2 separate regions of the Danio rerio genome follow, and region 1 is linked to region 2. The links are chromatin contacts, called in public Hi-C maps. All regions are on one chromosome and are shown on one strand. Each heading gives the region's core, a stretch centred on a gene start, on an enhancer-like site or on the middle of the called end of the contact. The rest is flanking DNA. Distances are from core to core; before and after follow the strand shown. Region 1 holds the start of adra2b (adrenoceptor alpha 2B). Region 2 overlaps sb:cb288.

What was found. A called contact is a pair of places that touch in the nucleus more often than the background predicts.
Region 1: a contact with region 2 is called in a Hi-C map of an unstated tissue, with 2.7 times the contacts expected there. The contact joins the promoter of adra2b here to the enhancer-like site in region 2. A contact is called at or near these places in 3 of 18 Hi-C or Micro-C datasets (caudal fin, hematopoietic stem cells and an unstated tissue).

The regions. Positions count from the first base shown.
Region 1 is chr8:49,080,530-49,087,090 of GRCz12tu, forward strand. adra2b (adrenoceptor alpha 2B) reads left to right here and starts at 5,248. Exons shown (of 1, transcript NM_207638.1): 1 at 5,248-6,561. The coding sequence starts at 5,248.
Region 2 is chr8:48,956,645-48,963,274 of GRCz12tu, forward strand. It overlaps sb:cb288, which reads left to right. Exons shown (of 5, transcript XM_002663185.5): 5 at 1,731-3,043. The coding sequence ends at 1,785. npc1l1 (NPC1-like 1) reads right to left here. Exons shown (of 21, transcript XM_073910990.1): 20 at 6,075-6,237; 21 at 4,506-5,588. The coding sequence ends at 5,278. Among named protein-coding and RNA genes, the nearest start is that of sb:cb288, 20 kb to the left of the region's middle. Within about 2 kb of position 2,392, at least 9 of the 62 cell types and tissues checked have an H3K27ac peak or open chromatin away from gene starts, as enhancers often do. A contact at or near this core is called in caudal fin, where this site is marked.

The DNA of each region.
Region 1 (6,561 bases), core at 3,998-6,497, 130 kb after region 2:
CTGTCAACATCGACATGAACAGTTTAAACAAAGGAGTTCATAGTTAAGGATGAGGTAATGAAGATGTGCCCCTTCAAGTAAAGTCATGACATAATTATACATTAATAGCTCATTAGTTCTTGTTGGTTACATTTAGCTTAAATTTAAATCTTAAATAATACATTAGTTAACAAAATGTACTAACACGTAATTAATCTAGCCGTTATTCACACATGAACTCTTGTGACTCCTTAAGGCATGCCTTAACTCATCATTAAGTCATAATAAATTAACGTTCACTTTACACATTAATACATCATTATTCATTTACTGTCATTGTAATGTGTTACCAAGAATTTTAAACAGGTTTTAATTTTTCTTTGTTCATGTATAGCTATCCAATCCATCCAATCACTAACCTTCCATCTCAATAAAAGTTTTAACAAATGTTTATTTATTATCTCGATTAATCAGTATGGTTTAATTATCTTCCTATAATAACATATTTTTATTGTGTTTTTTAAATATTTTAACTGAGCCATTAGAAAAATTCCTTAGCATTTAGCCTTGTGTAAGTCAAAAATATTATTTGCAATGGTCTTAAAAAGATCTTAAAAAGTCTTAAATTTGACTTGATGAAACCTGTAAACCCTGTTTACTGCATTTAAAATATATCTTAATATCAAACAACACATTGCAGTTAAAATTATGATCAAGTAATTTGCATATGTTTACTAAGTTAGAGTGTAGCATGACAGAACATTTTTAAAGCAAATTTGTAAAGCAAAGTAAAACTTTTGTTTCTAATATTAAACAAAAACTGTTGTGAAAGTGTCTTTAAGTTCACTTGTGGGTATTTATTTGAGGAGTATTATATTTTCTGTACACTTTTCAGATTCAGAAATACACTACAAACAAAATCAAGCACTATTTTTTTACCCAGGTTAAATTAAATGGCTGATATATATAAGTCTATCAGTAAAAAAGAGCATGACTTCTCTTCAGAAGGAACATTATGATCCTCTTGAAAGCTATTCAGGGGAAAAAGTACTGTAAATTAATTCATTTATTGATTCATTCATTCATTTTCTTGACGGCTTAGTCCCTTTATTAATCTGGGGTCGCCACAGCTGAATGAACAACCAACTTATCCAGCACGTTTTTACACAGCTGATGCCCTTCCAGCCGCAACCCATCTCTGGGAAACATCCACACACACTTTCACACACACACACAAACTTATACACTACGGACAATTTAGCCTACCCAATTCACCTGTACTGCATGTCTTTGGAGGAGAAACCCAGGAGGAAACCCACGTGAATGCAGGGAGAACATGCAAACTCCACACAGAAATGCCAACTGAGCCGAGGCTCAAACCAGCGACCCAGCAACCTTCTTACTGTGAGGCGACAGCACTACCTACTGCGCCACTGCATCGACGCCTGTAAATGAATTGCAACTCCAAAGATAACTTCATTCTCATGGGTGCCATGATCTTATGCTATGCAGATATGAACAGAAACAAAAACATGCAAACTTAACATAGGCTTCTGTAGATTTGAATTATACAGAATGATTCAAAAGACACAACTCAGTAATTGCAGACAAACGATCAGTGGTGGAAAGAGTACTGAAAAATCATACTCAAGTAAAAGTACCATTACTTGCCTAGAAATGTTGTGTAAGTAGAGTAAAAGTACCTGTTGTAAATATTACTCAAGTAAAAAGTAGAGCTTTCAAAAGTACTCAAGAATAGTGAATATTACTCTTTTAAAAGCTGATGCGTTCACATGTAATTTGTGCAATGTGTGTATAAACGTAACATTTTGTAGTGCATCGAGTTATTGGCAAGCAGGCACACAACATTATAAGACATTAACATTAGGTAAAATTGTCTAGCCAGTTTCTAAAGACAACGTTATTTGTTCACTAACAACATCAAATGAAGTTGATATTTGGTTGACTTTAGGTTGTGCTGGAAAGTGACCAAAATTCAATGTCGAGCAAACATCCAACGTCATTTTGGCATCACATGCTGACACTTCCATGATTTTCATGGAAAAACAAAATGCAACATTCCCATGACACTGGGGTAACACTTCATTCTGACATCATGTTGACATCTTGTGCCTGCTGGATGTTTAAGGCCATTTCGATCATCATACAGTAAACATCTGTCAGCTTCTCATCAGTGACATGCATTGACCCAGAGACTTTTAAGATGCATGTAAAGAACAGTTTGCTGCAATTATAAAGCGCACATGTTTTTAGGTAGGGTTAGGTATTGCTTGAGGTTATTTCAATACTGGTGCTAAATCGATACTTTTAAAACGGTACCTGTGCCAAAACGGTGCCTGAACCATTACCTTTGAGCCACAAAATTATTCGACAAAAAAAAATTAAGAAAAAAAAATAAAATAAAATTATCATTATAATTAAGCAATATAATTAAATATTTATAATAAGTTTAAAGTAGACATAAATTCATATATTATATATTTGAATTGCATTAATATATTTCTTTTGATACACCTTCTATCTGAGTTTTGATTGGACAGGAACCACAGGACTGATTTTTCTAATCCCCATAGACAAGAAAAATAAAGTAGTGACTGAAGATTGAAGAAAAGTAGGGGAGTAAAAGTACTGATTACTTCACTAAAAATGTACTCAAAGGAAAGTAAAAGTATACACATTTTTAAAACTACTTATTAAATTTCAATTCCTGAGAAAAACTACTCAATTAAAGTAACTTGAGTATTTGTAATTAGTTACTTTACACCACTGCACACGATTAACTGACATTCCCCAGCAACATTGCTGGATATTAATTATTTTAATCCTTCCTTTAAACACTCAAATGTGGTGTTTTTCTAGGCTTCCAATTAGGAAAAATGATTTCAACTGAGATGTTACATCTTTGATCATGATTAAATGATTATTCATTGCACTGAATGTCATTCAATCATATTGTAAATAATAAGAGCTAGCAACTGTGAATATAACTTTAAAGCTGAAAACAATAAATCAAGATACTGATTTCAGAATGACTGATTAATACTGAATGCTCAAACATCTGCAAAAGTATTATGGTTTAATATTGTTCTGAGAACACGAACAAATGTGTTTGTTGTCCATAAGGGGGCAGAGCTTACCACAGTTTTGTAAAAAAAAAATACACAAACAAAAAACATGTATTTTCCATTCAATCAATCTATCTATCTGTCTATCTATCTATCTATCTATCTATCTATCTATCTATCTATCTATCTATCTATCTATCTATCTATCTATCTATCTATCTATCAAAACAGTAAACTAATAAAACAGCCAATATCTCTCTAAAACATCGAAGGGCTCTCTGTACAAAATACTGCTTTGTGCAAATATTTATTGGAAATAATTTTTGCATTCTGGAAATGCATCAAATCATTCGACCTATCTGACATAACGTACTATGTTCTTTGCTACAATCACTATTGATAAAGGTCATCCAGGAAACAGAAATTCACTGATCCTAATGGGTACGTCTGAAGGGGTTCTAAATTGCATTTGGGTATATGTTGCACTTTATCATATCTGAAGAGAGCATTAACCACTTGATCTTTCAGAAATGAAGCGCAAAATACGGTGCGGAGGAAGCGCTCGACCGTCACGAGTCCTTTTACGCACGAGTGTGCAGTCTGCGATTAAAGTTTCAAGCGTTTTAAAAAGCTTTCTGTTGCTTTTATAGTTTGTTTGGCTTTTAATTGTTGTTTTTTGTTGTTAAATGCAGTCGGCAACTTAGTGATAAAATGCTTTGCAGCGTTTTTTTTACGCACAATAACAGCAAAAAGCTTTTTTCATTTTCCGTACCTAATGTTTTCAAATATATCCTGTTTGCAAGTTTCCTAATAATAAACAGTGCTCTTTATTGTGCAGACACCATTAATCAAAATCATTACCTTTATCCATTTTGGATACAAGTTGATTGTGCGGCTGACCTCTCCAAAAGGTTTGATTAGAATTGCATCCACTACACGCCTGTATTTGTTTTATGCTTGACAATAGAGTGTTAGGATAGGTCAGGCTTTTAAGTGGGAGGGAAGAGTTCGCCTCATGACGCCCGTCCTGACATCACTTATACTGGGGTACTGAGGAGAACCGTTGCGTAGATATGAAGCGAGAGCGGCTCGCTCGAGCCGCACCGATACTTAAAACTGTCACTGAGGTAATGCGCGCGGCATGTAGGAGGCATCCAACCTGCTGAATGAGATACTGCTGAAACAGGAGAAACACGAAGAGAGACGGAAGACAAACTGTTTTCACTTATACTTCTTTTTATTACTTGGACATACCCGACTATTTTGGAGTGCCTCTGATCCTTAAGCCGACTTTCTCCACTCAGGAATGTAACAACGACACAACTACACCAGACTCCATCATTTATCAGGGTAGTTGTTGCACTTCAATTCTTTCTGCAAACTTGTGAAAACTGTGAGGGGAAACTGGCACATCGCCGCGCGCTGCTGCGCTCTCTCTGGAGATTTATATTTAAAGCCTCGCGCTCCGTGGAGGGTTGAGCATCTGGGTAACCTAGATTTAAGCATTCCAATATATTTGTTTTGTAATTACTTGTCAACAATTTAAGAAGATTTTGAATTCGCAAATTGAATGTTCCAATTTTGTAATGTTCTAACTGAAGAATTATTATCGAAATCATTTAATAGAAGCACAATATTGCGCATGATTTTCATATTGGCATTTAATCAATCGGTCACTTCGGATTTGATCACTCATATTTCTGCAGTAGTCTTTTGTTTCGGCTTTCCCCCCTCTCACATTTCAATTTTCAACCTGTCTTATGTAACAACATTCTTAAGTTGATGATATAACGGCAGACAAGCAAAAATACTTAATAAGAATCATAAATTAAAATGTATTTCAATTAATTGGATGTTTATTACATTTTATTAGTTGCATGTTACTCAGATGTGGCTTATTTCAATCTTTTGAGATGCAAAATAATAAATTCACAACACTCGACGAGATGTGACATACGATGACTGACAGAATCTATAGTGCAGTTAACAATGTATTCATTTGTTTATACGTAGGGGGGTTTGTACATAAAGGTTTTATTTAATGTAATATTTAATAAAATATTGAACACTTAGTTTTTAGAACATAAAATAAACACCAAAACCATATTATTTAACTTATTCTACCCACATACGGATTGCCATAGAGAAGAACTGCCCACGTGCACTTTCTGCATTTGCAGTCATGGATAGCCCGTGCCCTGTTGCCGTGGGTCTGCCTGGCCACACTAATGGCACTGGAGGCACGTCTTCACCGACTTGTAACCAGAGCATGATAAAACTCGCCCCGTACTCTCCTGAAGCCACAGCAGCCTTTGCAACAGCCATCACATTGATGATGCTTATTACAATAGTAGGCAATATCCTGGTCATCATTGCTGTTTTAACAAGTCGCTCATTAAGAGGACCCCAAAATCTTTTTTTGGTCTCCCTTGCTGCTGCAGACATTTTGGTGGCCACCCTCATCATCCCCTTTTCCCTAGCCAATGAACTGATGGGCTACTGGTATTTCCGCTCTGTATGGTGTGAGATCTACCTGGCGCTGGATGTGTTGTTCTGCACTTCCTCCATAGTACATCTGTGCGCCATCAGTCTAGACCGCTACATGTCTATCTCACGTGCTGTCACGTACGGTCCCAAGCGGACACCGAAACGAATCAAGTGTGCCATTTTGGTGGTGTGGTTGATCTCAGCGGTAATCTCATTTCCGCCACTACTATCTATGAACAAGAATAAAGGTGGTGGCGAGTCAGGTGCGCTGCCTCAGTGTCAGCTCAACGATGAGCGCTGGTACATCCTGTACTCTACTATTGGTTCCTTCTTTGCTCCTTGTCTAATAATGATCTTAGTCTACATGCGGATCTATCAGATCGCCAAGCAGCGCACACGGTGTCCACCAGGGGAGCCCCGCAAAGAAGCCCCAGCTAATGCTACGACTCCTCAGCACAAGATCCAAAATGGAAGAGGAGATGAAACGCCAGGCACCCTTCAGAAAAAAGCCAGGCCTCCAACTTTGGCTGTGTCCCAAGTGGAGTCTGTCCAGCAGGCAGCAAACACCCCGATCGCCAACAACCTTCTGCAAGCCCCTTCAACAACCTTGACACCAACCACCCCATGCCCCTCGCCATCTCCTTCGAATTCATCTGAAGTGGCTCCCAGTAAAAGTAAAGAGGGGAAAAAGGAGAAGAAGAAGAAGAACAACAAAAACAAGAACAAGAAAGAGCCTGACAACAATAATGGAGAAAGCATGAGCTCTGATTCGGACACTGAGCAAGGTGGGAGGGGGTTAGAGGTCCCTTGCACCCCGACTATGACCCCCAGTGGCATTCATTCTCCTGCCACTATGCAGAAATACAGAGACATGATCGCCACCGCTAAAGGTGCCAAGCTGGTGGCCCGAAAGGCCAAGCAAGATGGAACGCCCAACTCTGCACGCCGCAAAGCGATGGTGAACCGAGAGAAACGATTCACCTTTGTGTTGGCGGTAGTGATTGGTGTC
Region 2 (6,630 bases), core at 1,142-3,641:
TCCAGAATAACTGCATGTCGTCTTAACTGTAAATATCTTAGAAATGACAAATATGTCTCTTTCAATGTTTTGTTTCAAGATGAAAACCAGCGAGTTTTTTTGAGTCCTTTTTATAAAAGAGCCCTAAATACCTTATTTTAACTAAAGCTTATACTTTGATTATGCTCGGTTTATGAAACCAGGCAGTAATGTTTTGATAATTAAATGAATATGACTCATTAATTCATAAATAAGATAAATTAACTTTTTTAATTAGAATCTTACAAACTTTTCAAATGTTCTATATTAAAACATACAGAAATTATAATGATCAAATATATAGTAAATTATGAAAAAAAATCCCGAAAGAAATAAGCCAACAAACCAAGTATGTATATATATATATATATATATATATATATATATATATATATATATATATATATATATATATATATATATATATATATATATATATATATATTTACATCAAGTTAAAGTCAGAATTATTAGACCCCCTGTTCATTTTTTCCCCGAATTTCTTTTTTTAACAGAGAGAAGATTTGTTCAACACATTTCTAAACATAATAGTTTTAACAGCTCATCTCTAATAACTGATTTATTTTATCCTTACCATGATGACAGTAAATAATATTTGACAAGATATTTTTCAAGACACTTCTATACAGTTTAAAGTGACATTTACAGGCTTAACTAGGTTAATTTGGTTAACTAGGCAGGTTAGGGTAATTAGCAAGTTATTGGATAATGATGGTTTGTTCTGTAGACTATTGAAAAAAAAATTGCTTAAAGGGGCTAATAATTTTGTCCTTAAAAATGGTGTTTAAAAAATTTATAACTGCTTTTATTCTTGTCGAGATTAAACAAATAAGACTTTCTCCAGAAAAAAAAACCCAAAAAAAACATGATCAGACATACTGTGAAAATTTCCTTGCTCTGTTAAACATGATTTGGTAAATATTTAAAAAATAAAAAATTCAAAGTGGAGCTAATAATTCCGACTTCAACTGTATAGGCTGAGCACTGTATAAGATTTGGAGAACCACTTTAAAATCAAATAAGTATTGTGACATCAAATGCATATTACATATTCATCAAACATTGATCAAAAAATGCAAGATGAACAATATTCTAAGGTATGTTTTAAAATTTATGAACATTTTTCAATTTTTATGCAGAGTTTGACAGCTGTTATAAAATATATACAATGTCTGTGCAAATGTATGGTGCGGACACCCTTATTAGATTCCAAACAATTCAGATTATGTGCATATGCATTTATTTAAACAAATTAATGGTGAAATATTAAACAAATATCATATTCATTCATTCACAAGACTTTTCTTTACTAAACACAAATGCACCACTTGTGTGTTTTGGTTTAAAAATCATCCTCAGTCGAAGACAAATTTATTAATTTTTTTCTTTCTTTTCTTCCTTTTTTTGTCTTTGCCATGATGCATATATTTTCACTAGTTACTGTATTTTGCATAATTAAGTTAACAAGACAAGTTAATTAGACAAGTTATTGGACGATAGGGATTTTTGTTCTGTAGCCATTATAAAATATCTTAAGTGGCTAGTAATATTTACCCATAGGATTTATTAATTTATTTGTTTGTTTATTTATTCTCTCAAATACTGTGAAAAAATTCCTTGCATTGTCATAATCATAATGCATTTAAACCATAGTGTTGAACTTTTTATTTTGTCTCCCTGTCTCTTGCTAGGAGGAAAAAAAGAGCAAGTTTGAGGGCTCACGAGCAGAGGTCTCTTACATGCTGACTTCCACCTGCCCAGAGTTACTCATCTTAGGTCGGATCTGTATCAGCCGCAGCTTTAATGTCTGTTTGGCTGATCACTACACATTATCCACTGTCCCATTTGAAAAATAGTTCTGAAAATCTGTGATTTGGGCATTCAACTGAAAAATGTGTGTGTGTGTGCAGGTGCATGCGTATGTTTAAAGGAAATGACAAAGGGATGGTTCACCCAAAAATGAAATTTACTCATTTACTCCCATTCGGCATGTTTCCAACACATTACAGTTTCTTTCTTAAAATACAAAGGAAGGTATTTTGAAAAAATGTAAAAATTAGCAGCCATTGACGTCAGTACTTCCCCCACCCCTACTATGGATGGCAATGGCTGATGATTTCACACACACATACACACACATCTTCTTTTTTTATCAAACAGAAAAATAAGAAAGAAACACATTTAATACAACTTGAGGGTGTGTAAAAGTAAATTATTTTTAAAATGAACTGTTCATCCATTAAACGTGCTCTTGAAGCGTGTATAAATATATATGATTTGGAAGAGTGACCAAGACATAAATGTCCACTAGATGTCACTAGATGTGTTCACTTTTAACTCAACGAAACTAGGAAATCAGCCAAAAGCTCTTCATTCTTTAGCCCATATGTTTTTTATCTTCGTAAACTTGCCTGTTTAGGACTTTTATTTGATTTTATTGCCTATATATGCTAATTAACACACAAAATATAACACCTATTATGAAACTAGACGTTTGTTTTTCTCCAAACGTCCCCTTTGGCCAGGTGAACTCTGCACCAGTGAATGAGTGCATGCGTGTGTGGGTGTGAGAGAGCGAGTTTGTGAGATATTTGCCTTGTACAGCAGTATTGGTTAGAGAGAACAGCACATTTCTGGGTTAAAGTCTTTTTGGGTACGTGTGTGTGTTAATGTAAGAAAAGGGAGCTACAGATTGCACATTTTTATTGTAGATAATATACCCGTTTGCACAATAGCTGTACGCGGTTATAGATATTTTACTTATGTCATGGCTTTTTTATTAGCGGTTTTCACTGTGAATATCTGACTTTTATTTTGGATTAAAGTGTGTCGATGTAATCCAGTATGCAAATGTGTACTTTGATTAAAGACGAGTTTGTACAGTTGTTTTAAACTAATACGTTAGATGGCTTCAGAATGAAAATGTTGCTAGCTTTATGCTTTCCCATTTCCAAACCTGCCTTGTGTTAATCTTCAGAATAAATATGAAGATGTTTTTAATGAATTGTGAAAGATTTCTGTCCCTTCATAAAAATTACCGCACTACAGTAATACAATTAATAGTAATAATAATGAATTAAATTAATTAATAATACGATTGTGGCTGCTGTGCTGACTGTCTAGTGAAATAAAGGACATTTATTCCAGAGCCCAACATCTGGAGCTTAAGCGTTAATTTAAACTCTTTAAAAGTTCCTTTAAAGACAGTCTTTAATATTTGAAATCATTTAAAAAATGCAATAATTTACTACACTCACCGGCCACTTTATTAGGTACACCTCTCTAACTGCTCATTAACGCAAATTTCTAATTGTCATGGCAGCAACTCAGCAGGTAGGCATGGTTGAGACGATTTGCTGCAGTTTAAACAGAGCATTAGAATGGGGAAGAAAGGTGATTTAAGTGACTTTGAATGTGGCATGGTTGTTGGTGCCAGACAGGCTGGTCTGAGTATTTCAGAAACTGCTACTGGGATTTTCACACACGACCATCTCTAGAGTTTACAGAGAATGGTTATAAAAAATTAAAATATCAAGTGAGCGGCAGTTCCGTGGGCGCAAATGTCTTGTTGATGTCAGAGGAGAATGGCCAGACTGGTTTAAGCTAATAGGAAGGCAACAGTAACTCAAATAAACACTCGTTATAACCAAGGCATGCAGAAGAGCATCTCTCAATGCATCACACATCCAACCTTGAGGCAGATTGGCTACAGCAGCAGAAGATCACACCGGCTGCCACTCCTGTCACATAAGAACAGAAAACTGAGGCCAAAATTTGCACAGGCTCACCAAAATTGAACAATAGAAAATTGGAAAAACGTTGCCTGGTCTGATAAGTCTCGATTTCTGCTGCAACATTCAGATGGTAGGGTCAGAATTTGGTGTCAACAACATGAAAGCATGGATCTATCCTGACTTGTACCAACGGTTCAGACTGGTGGTGGTGGTGGTGGTGTAATGGTGTGGGTGATATATTCTTGGTGCTCTTGGGCCCATTATTACCAAATAAGCGTTGTGTTGATGCCACAGCCTATCTGAGCATTGTTGCTGACCAAGTCCATCCCTTTATGACCACAGTCTGCCCATCTTCTAATGGCTACTTTCAGCAGGATAACATGCCATGTCAATAAGCACAAATCATCTGACTGGTTTCTTGAACATGACAATGAGTTCACTGTACTCAAATGGCCTTCACAGTCAGCAGAACTCAATCCAATAGAGCTCTTTTGGGATGTGGTGGAACGGGAGATTTGCATCATGGATGTGCAGCCGACAAATCTGCAGCAACTGTGTGGTGCTATCATGTCAAATGGACCAAAATCTCTGAGAAATATTTCTAGTACCTTTTTGAATATATGATATGAAGGATTAAGGTGTGTATTCATGACAAATGCAGTATAACAGTTTTTTTTTATATTTTATTCATAAAATTGCCTGTGACAAAAATAAAACGCTATTTTCATTGAACAGTGTGAAATCATTACATTTATTCCACAATAAATATCCTTAAAACATTTATTTTTACATATAAAAAGTTTTTCCTTGATTGCCTCTGAAAATGTTTTTCCAACATTTATTAAAAGAGAAATTGTAAAAGTGCTCGATGGCTCCTTCAACAGTAAATGGTAAACTTTAAACACACAAGCTGTAATGAACATTCAATGCGGTTTGTTTTACACAAGGTAGAAATACACACAGTGCATTTAATACATAGTAATGCTTATGATAATACTCTTTCTATACTGGAGTGTTTGAGTTGCAGTTTCCTGTATTCAACGCTGTAAGTGTTTCCGTCATGAACAAGACCATTTCAATCATGTGAAACCTTAACGACAGAATTAAATAACAAATATTACATCATAAAAAAGTCAAACAATTGTGCTCTATTGTAGTGATTTCCTTCGTTGTGAAATGGTGGAATCAGCTTGTATCTGTTATCACTTTGCCTCAGGTTTGACCTGGGCAACATAATCACCGGTACGAATGATGGTGAAAGATCGACAAGCTGAATATCTCCCATCTTCAGAACAGCAGTAGCGCAATGCTATCAGAGAAGTCCATGTGAAACGCATAGAGCTGACAGAGCAGGATCACATTCTGCTTACAGCGTTTCATCGATGGCTTGTGATTGGCTGCTTTATTTCCCTTAGAGACTCGCATGCATTTACAATAGTGGCATTCTTAAGACTTCCAGTTCAGTATAATGATATGGTAAATAAACTCAAAGAAAGTTTTAGGGCTACAACTTGGAGATATCCCATTCGGTGGGCATTTGGGTGGTTTCAGGCATAATCACTGCCATTATTAGGACTGACGGCTCTTCTGGAGGGCTCGAAGGCTCTACAGGGAAACTTGAAGGCTCTGCAGGGATTACGCCGTTGGACTTTTCATGGTTTTCAGGCAAACTTGCAGGCTCTACGTGGATTTCGCCGTTAGATTTTTCATGGTTTTCAAAGCAAACGTTGTCATATGTAGCTTTACTATTGAGCTCCATCTCTTTTTCTTGTTCTTCTTGAATCTGCAGCAGAAGTGCGTTGTTTACTCCAGGACCTGGGAAACACACACACAGTCCTTTTTATTAGTTAAAGTCCCATTGAAATCAAAATGTAGTTTTAGACGTTAGTATCAGTATTTTAATCTCCATGTCTACTAAAGTGTTTTATTTTTTTCTTGAGCTAAGAAATAGTTTTTCGTTGTTGTTAATAGTAGCTCAATGTTCATAAATGTCTTTAGTAAATGCACACCCTGATCTGATGCGGTAGACACAGGCGAATAATGTCATTTTTAAATTGTTTTGGTGTACAAAAGTGTTCTTGGAGCTTCGTATGATTAGTTGAACCACTGCAATTCACATGGAATAATTTGACAATGTTTTTGGTGTTGCACTCTATTATCCTTAAATAGTATCTTTATACGTCTTGATTTTTGTTTTAAATATGCCAGTCAAGATTTTGTATATATGAATAAAGGTAATGACAGTCATTAAGTGACCTACAGTAAAGGTCAAGTGAGTGACAGTTTAGTTTAATAACTTACCAAAGTAACTGAGCAGCACAGGCAGAAATATGAGTCCATGGGCCATGCCGAGAAGAGTTATGACCAGATTGAGTCTGAAGAAGAAGATCTGGATGAGCTGAGCTTTAGCAAACGCCAAAACAACAATTCCGGGCAGATTGGTCATCGCAACACCAGCAAACACCTGAGAGAGACAAGGGATTTAAGAAATTTTTTTAAACTACAGTAGTAGTTTTAAAATTTACAGTAGTAAAGACATTTTTTTGCTCAAATTGTTGTCCTTTGTGATTCATTAAATGCAAGTAAAAGTGTCACTCAGAAATATCTTAAAAATAGCCAGATAACATTTACATTGTAAAGAAATGTATCATTCCTATTGTTTTCTGCATTGTATTACCGTGTATGTATTTATGTATGTATATTCAAACTCAAAAAAGTTGTTTCATTACCCTTTAAAAAAAATTTGTTGAACAAAAGAGTGTTTTTTTGTGGCATTTTAATTAAGGCAAGTTTATTTATATAGCACATTTCACACAGTGACAATTCAAAGTGCTTTACATAAACGGGAATAAAAGAG